2 separate regions of the Hordeum vulgare genome follow, and region 1 is linked to region 2. The links are chromatin contacts, called in public Hi-C maps. All regions are on one chromosome and are shown on one strand. The core of a region is the stretch at or near the end of the contact, and the rest is flanking DNA. Distances in the headings are between cores, read along the strand shown.

Evidence for each region. A called contact is a pair of places that touch in the nucleus more often than the background predicts.
Region 1: a Hi-C map of leaf shows a contact between it and region 2, with 5 times the contacts expected there. The contact joins two enhancer-like sites. A contact is called at or near these places in 2 of 6 Hi-C or Micro-C datasets (leaf and seedling).

The regions. Positions count from the first base shown.
Region 1 is chr6H:138,771,244-138,776,792 of MorexV3_pseudomolecules_assembly, reverse strand. No RefSeq gene overlaps it. Among protein-coding and RNA genes, the nearest start is that of LOC123402844, 150 kb to the right of the region's middle. Within about 2 kb of position 3,837, at least 3 of the 3 cell types and tissues checked have open chromatin away from gene starts, as enhancers often do. A contact at or near this core is called in leaf and seedling, where this site is marked.
Region 2 is chr6H:137,937,455-137,942,722 of MorexV3_pseudomolecules_assembly, reverse strand. No RefSeq gene overlaps it. Among protein-coding and RNA genes, the nearest start is that of LOC123401754, 16 kb to the left of the region's middle. Within about 2 kb of position 2,587, at least 3 of the 3 cell types and tissues checked have open chromatin away from gene starts, as enhancers often do. A contact at or near this core is called in leaf and seedling, where this site is marked.

The DNA.
Region 1 (5,549 bases), core at 2,588-5,087, 830 kb before region 2:
TTGACGGGGACGAGGAGCGATACCCCACTATCGCACACACATGGGCTAATGTCCAATGGACGAGTATCGCGGCTATGGGCGGTATAAGGCATACATAAGCAAGCTTGACATGCTAACTTACAAACAGGTAAATGCTTTACCAAATTTGCTAATTTTTTTCATGGATGGTTGAGTGACTTGTTGTTATGTAGGTTAATTGGAGGCCATACACGGTACTTAGGCAGTATCCTCTGAGCAACATGTGCCTTCGTGACCAGCATCTTTGGCGTGTGCGGTGCCCGATGATATGCTTTTATGCGGTGGAGTGGCATCTTCCTCATCGTGTTTCAAAGCAGTTCGGGGTACAACAACGCACCCCGCCGGATTACGTCGAGACAAGTGTGAAGCTACATAAGTGAGTCTTTTGTATCACGTGTTTCTCCTGTTGATCAATGTCTAACATGAAAAAATGAAACTGATGTAGTATTCTAATGCTTTGTAGGACAAACCGGCAAAGCAATAAGACTGTCATCAATTGGGAGGAGCACCACATTACTTGGGTGGACATGTGGAATGCTCAGAGACAACATCGAGTTGAAAATGATGAAACACCAGACACTGACGAGGCGGCATACTTAAGGCATTTGGAGTGGATGCGTACAGAGTATAGAGTTATCCATAAGGCTGCCTGGACTCGTTCCGATTGCTTGGACTTACTGCCGAGTGAGGCTGCTGATGCTGCATTCAACAATTCAATTAGGGAGACAGTTGGAGCGCATCTTGACTATGGTCCTCTCCATGACAGAGTGGTACGTCCCTCCTTTAAAATATAAACAAGTGTCATTTATTCGTGGATGGTATGTCACATGTGTTTTATCCAGGGCACGGAGCTATGGAGATGTATCAACGAGAGTAATGTGGTCCTTGCCCGTGCCCCATGTCCACAAACGGACTGACTTGTTAGAACTACTCTGCAGGTTTGATGCCTTGTTAACCTTTGTTTTATCATACCTTTGTTAGCATATTAACATGTCATTATCTTTTCCTTGCGCAGAAGGTCGCCAATCGGTGCCGCACACTAGCGGCTTTACTTTCTTGCCACAGTGTTTCGTCCACCGATGTGAGGGCACGTGCGCAGTACACGATGGATGTGCAGTCTTTCGCTCGTCCGTCTGCCAGCCGGCCACGGGCCTCTTCCGCTCGTCCGTCTTCGAGTCGAGCACATGTTTCTTCTAGCCGAGCACATGAAGAGGAGATTGAAGAAGAAGATGAGTCCGACAACGAGGCCGCGGATCCGGACTTCATTGAGTTTGGGGCTTCGCAGATGGAAGATGCTCCGCAGTCAAGTCAACCCACTCAGCCGACGGAAGAAACACGTCAAGCTAGCTCAAGGAACATCAGACGTCCTGGCTGGCAGAACACTCCAGAGGGCTACGTTACTAAGGGCAAGATGGCTGCAAAGAGAGGGAGGAAGTGAAGTATGTTACCTATGTCGTATTCTGAGTGTTATGATGTTGTCTATTGAACTATGTTTTCTGTTGAACTATGTTGTTTGTTGAACTACGTCTGTTAAACTATGAACTATGATGTTATGGTGAGTCTTATGATTTAAATTATGGTGTTATGCTGTGAATTATGGTGTTATGTTTTGATGAATGGTGTTATGCTGTGAATTATGGTCTTACGATTTAAACTATATTCTATGAAATATGTTTGTTGATCAAAACAGTGAAAAAAATCTTGTTTTGGGGTACTGGACTAAGGAAACGCCAGGAAGCTTGGCGTTTCTGGTTGGGTCTGCAACGCCAGCATGTCTGGCGTTTCTGCGCTGGGTGCAACGCTGGCCAGGAACCCAACACTGCGGTACTGGACTAAGGAAACGCCACGGAGCTTCGCGTTTCTGCTTTGGTCTGCAACGCCAGCCCCTTTGGCGTTTCTGCTTTGGTCTGCAACGTCCAGTAGACTGGTGTTGCACATGAGGCCTGCAACGTCGAGTAGACTGGCGTTTCTGCTAAGGACTGCAACGCCACGGTCTCTGGCGTTTCCAAAAGGGTCAAAACGTGAAATACTTTCGAGCCGAGTTCGTTTTGGGATGAACTTACGCCTTAAGGATCAAAACAGTGAAAAAATCCCTAATATGCAACCTGCTCCTCCTGCGTGCACTGTGGGCCAGCCCATGTGCAAGGCGGCTACCCCAATGTTTTTTTTCTATTTTTGTTTTTGCTTCATTAAACATTGTTTCAGGATTTCAAAACAAAATGAAATTTCAAAAAATGTTTACACTTTCGGAAAAGTCTTGAATTATTGGGGATTGCTACGCGTCCACCGGCCAATCGTGTGATATACGTCGGCCACCTTGATAGCCGTTGGATGTACGTGCGGGCGGTTGTTCGATCAATCTCCTCGCACACCTTGCTTGTGCCTTTCCCCACTCATTAAGTCTTAAATCAACGATGTGTTGCAGAAACAACTGCTTTGATTGTGGAAAATGCGTGACAATTAATCTTGAAACAACCATCGTGTTGCAGAAACAGCTGCTTTAGCTATTGCACTCGTATGGCAGAGTGGCAACTTTCACCACCACAACAAACTTATTCTTGTAGAATTTTTGTAACAGAGGACTCGTTGCAGAAATCTTTGCAACACATGCCTTGTTGCTGATTTTTTTTTTTACAACGAAGGTCTTGTTGCAATTTTTTTTGCAACAATGGTAATGTTGCAGATTCTTTTGTCTTCACCTACGTATGATATTACGAAAGAGATGTTTTGCACCATGATTGATGTTATAAAAAACAACACGACTAAGGTAGGCCCATATAGAACACGCGTCGCACGAACAAGAGGTTGCTGCTCTAAGGGATCCAGATTTAGATCCTGCAACATAAGAGCTGTTGTGGTGCGTGAACTGCAACAAGCCGTAAGTTACACAACCGTAAGCTGATGAATCCGTATAAAACACGTGACACACGAATGAGGGTGCGGATGCCTGCATGCAATCCGTCGGCTGGAGCACAGAGTTTCCCTTCTAACAATGATTGCCCATTCAAAAATTGTTCTTGAATTCAGCAAATGCTGTCAAGTGTGAAAGATGTTCATGATTTTGAAAAATAATCATGTATTTCAAAATTTTGTGCAAAGTTTAAAAAATGTTGTTGATTTTCAAAAAACGTTAATTAATTCTGTAAAATTTCATGATTTTTATAAAATATTATTGAATTTGAAATAAAATCACGGACTAAAAAACTGTTGTTGATTTTGGCAAATGTTCAGTTTCAAAAAGAAATCACGAATTCAAGAAAATGTTCATAAGGTTAAAAATATGTTTGTGAGTCCGAGAAATGTTCACTAATTTCAATAGATGTACTTAAGTTTAAGAAATACTCACGAATTTTACAAAATGGTTTAGAAATTAATATGTCTATGAAATTTCAAAAATGTTAGGAAAATCGCAAAATGTTCACCAATTTGAAAAAATAATTACGACTTTCAAAATATATTCATAAAATTAAAATTATGTTCCACAAATTTCAAACTATGTTCACAACTTTCAAACAAATCACAAATTGAAAATATTCTTGCGGCTTTCTAGAAAGTTCACTATTTTGAAACATATTTGTGATCGTTATAGTAGGTCGCAAATTTGAAAAAAGTTCATTAATCCAATAAAATGCGACGTTGAAAAAAGAGGAAAATATGAAAAGGTAATGATAAATAAAATGAATAGAAAAAAAAGAAATGGAAGAAACAAAAACTGGGTCAGGAAAGGTTAATCTGAAATGGCCGGGCCACACATCAGGACGATAGTTCGTGGTGTATGTGTTCGACCTCTATTCCCCGACCCATGCTGGGAATAGGACTCGCTCTGCAGGTGGGGAGTTCTTAATTCACACATGGCTCACTAGGTTCAGGCCGGTTCAGGCATTCGGGAACAACAACCTCATTTTTTTCACATTTGTTTTCCTTCTTTTGATTTTATTAGTTTATACTTTCAAATAATATAAATAAATATATTATAAAAGTAACTCTACATTATAAATTTGTAAATGTTGACCAAAAATTTGAAAATATTAAATGTGTATAATATTTATCAAGTATATGAAAATTCTATACAAAACAGTAAACTGTGTATGAAAAAAATTGATCACAGAATTAAAAAAATTCAAACCATGTATTAAAAGTTCTTAAAAGTGTTTGAAAAATGTTAATAAAGCATTTCTAAAATGTTACAAGTGTATAAAACAATGTTAACCATGTATTTTAAAATGCTAATTAATCATTTGAAAATTTATTAAATAATATATGAAAATGTTAACGAAGATTTGAAAAATGCTTATGTGCTTAGAAAAGCTGTTGACCATGTGTTCAACAAATATTAATATTGTATTAAAAAAATTTAATGAAGTAGTTGAAAATTGTGAATTTTTAATAGAGGAAAAGTTAACCATGTATTAAAAATGTTAATCTTATATTTTTAAAATGTTAGCCATGCATTTGAAAAGGTTTAAAAGTGTGTATAGGAAAACAAATTGACCATGTATTAAAAAATATGAATTTTGTATTTGAATTTCCTTAATCAAGCATTTGAAAAATGTTAAAAATGTGTATAGATTTTTTTTGAAACTGTACATAAAAATGGTATTGAATAAATGTTAAACGTGTATTTCCAAAAAAATGCTGATATATACAAAAAATGTAGATTGAAAACCAAAGAAACCCAGAAAAGTGAACGAAAAAAAACAAAATAAACCAAATAAAAAAGGAAAAGCAAAATGAAAAAGCAAACGTACAAATGCAAGAAATAATGAAAAAATGCAAAAGAAAATAAAACACATAAAACAAGAAAAAAGCCGAAGAAAACTGGCTCGAATTGCGTCGATTAGGTTGTACCCCTAGAACTAAGAATGTGGTCGTAGTGACTAGCAGTGTTTCTATTGCCCTGGTTCTCTCCTTTTCCTTCTCTTTTTTTTCCTTTTCTTTTTTTTCCTACCGTCTCGCTGACTGCAAGATATATTAGTTGCCGTGCTTTTAGGCCGGCCATATGGGGCCGGGGTGCCCCTTTTTTATTCTTGCATTTCTCTTTCTTAGTTATATATTTTTATTTCATTTATAAAGAAAAAATGATTTAAAAACTGGTCCGACTATTATAGAATTGTCGGGATTTTTAGAAAAAATCGAACTCGTCAAAATTCATGAGTCTGAAAAATAGTTTTCAAATCAGAAAAATGTTCGCAAGTTTGGAAAATGTTACTGAATTAAAAAAAGTTATCGCAATTGAAAAAATGGTCGTATATGGATTAGAAAAAATGCATCGACTAAAAAATCTACATGAATTCGAAAAACTGTCATGCATTTGAAAACAAATTTTCGTAACTTAGATAAATTGTTCCCGAAGAATATGTTAGTATATTCCAAAAATGATTTACTATTTAGAAAAATATTCATGTGGTTTGATTAAATGTCCACTCTTTTTAAATAATGTTCCTGAATTTGCAGAATATTAGGTATCTGATAGATCTTCGATTTTGAAAAGAATTCATGATTCCATAAATAATGTTCATGAAATTTAATAA
Region 2 (5,268 bases), core at 1,338-3,837:
TAACTTCAGAAGATAAAACCGAGCTAATGAAGAACGGAAAAACGGCGGCACAAGAGGGGAAAGGAAGAACTAGGGCTTGTTTCATATGTCGAGCTGCCCATCCACCCACTCTCCAGATTACATAGCAAGCTAGGAGTCACAACACAGTACTACACTGTATTACAGAAAGTAGCCGGTGAACAATTAAACACCTCTTTCTGGATTGTCCGATGGCTAAACTTCTATGACGAACAATTCTTATTACTTTCAACATTAAGCCACCCAACAGTTTAAACACGTTATTTGGGACGTGGTTAAGAGGGATCGATGATATAACTGCTAGCCTTATCCGGTAGGATCATGTGCACTTTTGTGGGCTACATGAAACTGTAGAAATGACTTGGTATTTAACAAACATCAACATATTCATTTTTTACAGGTCATTTTCAAGGCTACTGCCTTGATCCGCACATGGTCATTACTCACTCCTGTGGAAGCCAGGGAGCCTATGATTACTGGGTGTGTCTGATGGAAGATGGTAGCTAAGGTTATCTTCAACCGTTTTGGATGACGGCATATTAATAGGATAGGTGTTTAGTCATCTATGCTTATTTTAGCGCATCCCGGTTGTGGCGAGTTGGTCGTCGTATATCTTTTTGCTATTTTTTTCCTTACTTTTTTAAAGACTCTATGTACTATTCGAGGACTTGGGTTTGATATAATATATGGCCGTATGCATCTCTCGATGCAGAGGCCGGGGCATCGCCTCCTTTTAAATTTTTTTTTTACAGAAAGTAGCCGGTGACTGTTTAAGACAAGAATTAGAACTAGAATGTCGATCGCCTTCGGATCCTCCTGAAGCGGTAGCGAACCATCTGGGTCGTTGGTTATCTGAACGTGAGCAGCTTAACTGAAGAAATGCTCAGCTCCTGACAAGGCAGGGGGCGATGACCGCGGCCGCGCGTGCCAACCTCAACCTCGCGCCAGAATGTGGTCAATGTCGATGCCAACTACATGCTGTTGTCACAGATCCTCGGACTCCATGGAGGCAGACAGACGCTGGAACCTGGCGCCAGCTGTTGACTCCATCCAGCATCTGGAAGAGCTAGACACCACGTTGCATACCATCCTGGGCAGATCTCCACACTGTCTGCACGAAGTGTGTGAATTTCAACGGAAATACTTGCTGTTACTACTTAATTACTTATTGATCTGTCTATCGTGATTAATTTGCTTATTTTAAATTTTAGATGTCTTGGGGACAAATGTTGTGCTGGGACCGGGGAGTAATTACATGTTCTAAATATATCTTTTTTCCTTTGTTGCTTGTGGTGCTGCTGGTTCTTCTTGGTTTGAGAAGATGCACATGAATGTTGTGATGGAATGCAGCGCCCGCCGCTCCCAGGAGCATGTCGAGGGTGTTAGAAGTATATTGTATTTAAGATAGAGATAAGAGTTAGAGATAAAATATATTTAAATTATACTCCCTCCGTTCCAAAATAAATGTCTCAACGTTGTACTAGCTCTAGTATAAAATTGTATTAAGCTCGAGACCGTTATTTTGGGACGGAGGGAGTATATGACTTGTCCTCACTCCAAATCTGTCTCCCTTCATATGTAGTACAGTACTCTATATATTCCTATAAGGGCTAGATCAATACAACATACGTCAACAAAAAACATTAGTCATTCCATATTTTCTACATGAGATTAGAGCGGTTAGTTTCACGACGTCTATCCTAAATTCCTCTGCCACTTCCGCACCGCGACGTCCCCGGAAAGATTAATCTTCTCTCCCCGGGACGCGGCACCCGATCGATCAAAGATCAGATAGGTTCCTGTAGCTTGGATCGATTTATTAGATTAGATCAATTCTAATTTTCGAAGTTGAAGTAGATCTGTTTTCTTTAGCTTCAAAATCAAATTCATTTACCCTCTTATCCGGCGAAAAATCTTCGAGGCATGTCCATCAGACACATCTTCCCAAGACACGAAGGTTCGAGCTGGCGTCCACCACGGGTGCATCCGGACGGCGGCAAGACCGGATGCTTGCCAGGTCCGCACCAGCAGGCGCACGCATGGCGGCAGCTATCCGGTCTGGTGGGATCGAACCGGCTTCTGCTCAGCACGGCATAGGGCAGATGGATGGTCTCCGTTCCGACGCATAGGCCTGCGTCAAGCGGCAGCAGGACCGGCTATTCCTATGATCTGCATCGACATCCCAGGCGACCGAGCATCATCAACAACTGCATGGCGCCACCACCCCGACGTACACGACACACAGATGCGCTTCCAGCACCAACACCACGAGCCAACGGCTTCATCGAAACCATGCATGTCGGCAGTAGATCATGGGAGGGCGGAACTCCCGCGGCTGGCGGCTCCATCCGGCGCATCCAATGCTACTCCGAGCAACAGACTTCGACAACGGGAGGGCCATACGGATTTGCCTCACCAGACAGATCGATCTGATCGGGCATGCAAAGCTCTTGGCCTTGACTCCTGCGCCTCTTGTGGAGCACCGAGCCGACTCCAGCGCGTCTCGTCGGCCGCGCGCCTCCTGATTCACCTGTGAGTCTGTGACACAAGCAGAGCCCATGTGTTCACGTTCAGGATGGGAATGGGCCGGGTCGGCCCACTGGATCACTGACCCGACCCAAAAAATCAAGGCCAATGGGCCAGGTGGGTCGGCCTCAAAACATACATGGTCCAGTAAAGCCGGCACCGTGCAACCCAATGGGTCACACGGGTCGACCCAGCCAGGTAACCCTAGCAGTCGAGCTGCCCCCGAGGCCGATGGACGCCCTCGACCACCAGTGCCGTCGCCGCCCCTGATCATCTCCGCCGCCGCCCCTGACCATCTCCGCCGCCGCCCTCGACCATCTCCGCCGCCGCCCTCTGCCGGTGGACGCCCTCAACCACCTGTGCCGCAGCCCGACCAGTCGACCCCGACCAGTCGACCACCTGTGCCGCCGTCGCCGTCGTCGGGACGCCCCCGAGTATCTCTGTTGTCGCCGGCGTTTCGCCTCGAGTATGTCGTCCCGGACGCCGTCGAGCACGCCATCCCGGTCGCCGTCCTCTCCAACTTGTCAGAGGTAAAACTTTCTTGCTGTTGTGCTTTCTAGCAGAAATTGACATCAGTTTTGACAGTATGGTGACAGTTCTAGTCATAATTTGGACCGTATTGATCAGATAGGATACTAGTATGATGAGAGATCAGTATACTAAATTGAGGACAGAAATCAGAGAACTTTGTATACTAATATCATCACAGATTCTCCATTTCTTTCATTGAACCAATTGATAAATCTCATCCAACAGGACTGACAGAAAATAGGCTGAGGAAGCCATTTTGATCCATAGTAAACCTCAGGTTCTTGTGTAAATTCAATCTATAAGTATACTAGAGTAAACTGAAATGAAGTATTTCTCATTCATATTCAGGCTCTCTGTAGGAGTATTTCTCATTCATAAGAAATGAAGCTTCTGAAAGTTTTCAGTTTTCAACAGAGCAAAATGTAAAAGCAAAATGTAACCTGCAGTTCCATTCAGGCATTTGATGTTACAGCAAAATGTAACCTGCAGTTTCATTCAGAGACAGTTTCTACATTTGTGTAAAAGCAAGAGTCACTTTTTGTTTGTGATTGCCTCAAACATTTATGCATATCTGATAAATATTAATTGACTATTATAACAGAACATGTGTAATCACAAAGCTTACGCTGATGTATGCTATATTTCTCTATGATCATCTTCTTGTACATTGCAGTTTCTTGTACATTGCAGAACATCTTCTTGTACATTGCAGTTTCTTCCAGTTTTGTGGGTGTTGATCCTTGTAATGATCCTATATTTCTCTATGGTCAGAAACATGGAAGAGCAAGAAGGGGACCAGGAGGCATACCGAAGTGGCAGTTCATCGTTGATATCCGGTGCGACAATGAGAAGGGCTCAACCACCTCCAGGGTTGTCTCCTTCTTCGATAAACATTTGCAAAGCTTATCATGGTGACCATTTTCAACCTTTCTTTTCCTAAGGATGCAACTTAAGAGTTGATAAGTTATTATCTAACTGCAATGTTAACACTTGTGTCCTTTACTCAGCAGGACGTTCACATGACACTCCTATGGTTGATTTTGAGGAAGATGAGGCCGATGAAGAAGATATTGACTATGAAGAAGAAGAGGAAGGAGAAGAAGATGAGGATGATGAAGAAGATGATGAAGAAGATGAAGAGGGAGGAGTTGATATCATTGACATGGGATCATTTTCTGAATCAGGAAGAAAGTTTTTGTCTAAAGTGTGGAAAGAATATGAGCCTATTCGTGTTGATGGCATAGTTGTAGCTGCTGAGTGCAAACATTGTGCAAGGAATATTTGTGCTGAGCGTAAACATGGAACAAGTTCATTGCGCAAACATTTGAAGAGATGCAAGGAAAGGAAGAAGGTTCTTAGAGTTTCTGGGCAGCTGAGTGCTTCTATAGTGAGTCCGGATGGAGTTGCAATGGGGCTTTGGACCTTTAATCAGGCATTAGCACGTCGAGAGCTCATGAGGATGATCGTGTTGCATGAGTTGGCATTCTCATTGGTGGAGTATGATGGATTCAGAAGATTTGTTTCTAGTCTAAATCCAAATTTCAAAATGATATGCAGGAAAACAGTGAAGGATGATTGCATGAAAGCATTTAAGGAAGAGAAGCGAATTCTGCAAGGGATGTTCAAAAACTCCAAATCCAAGATTTCTTTGACTACAGACTTGTGGACATCAAATCAGACAATTGGGTACATTTGCATCACAGCTCACTTCATTGACGAGGAATGGAAGCCGCAGAAGAGGATAGTTAAATTCGCAGCTAATTTTTGCTTGGTTTCAGTCTTTGTTTTCAATTTTTGCTCATAAATTTGCACATAATTACTCTTGTAACATTTCCTTGTAAATACAGACAATGAGGACTGAAGCTTTTTGCCGCAATTGATGTTAACCTCCAGTAGACGATGAAGCAAAAAGATGTCAACTTTCTTTATAATTTGCTGAAGTTTCGAAATGTAATGGCTGCTCCTTGAAAGATGTAGCTAGATGCTCATAAAACCTGTAATATCGTCAACAAATGTGATTGTCTTGTACTGGCTGTAAAAAGAGTTGAAATGGACTGATGCTTGCTTGGTACCTTGTATTTATTTCGTATTATCATGCCTGCTTAGGTAATTATTTGTTGTCTTGTTATAATATCAGTTAGAAAATGTTCTCTGTGTATACCTAGCTAAAAAATTGTGGAACTATTACTGATT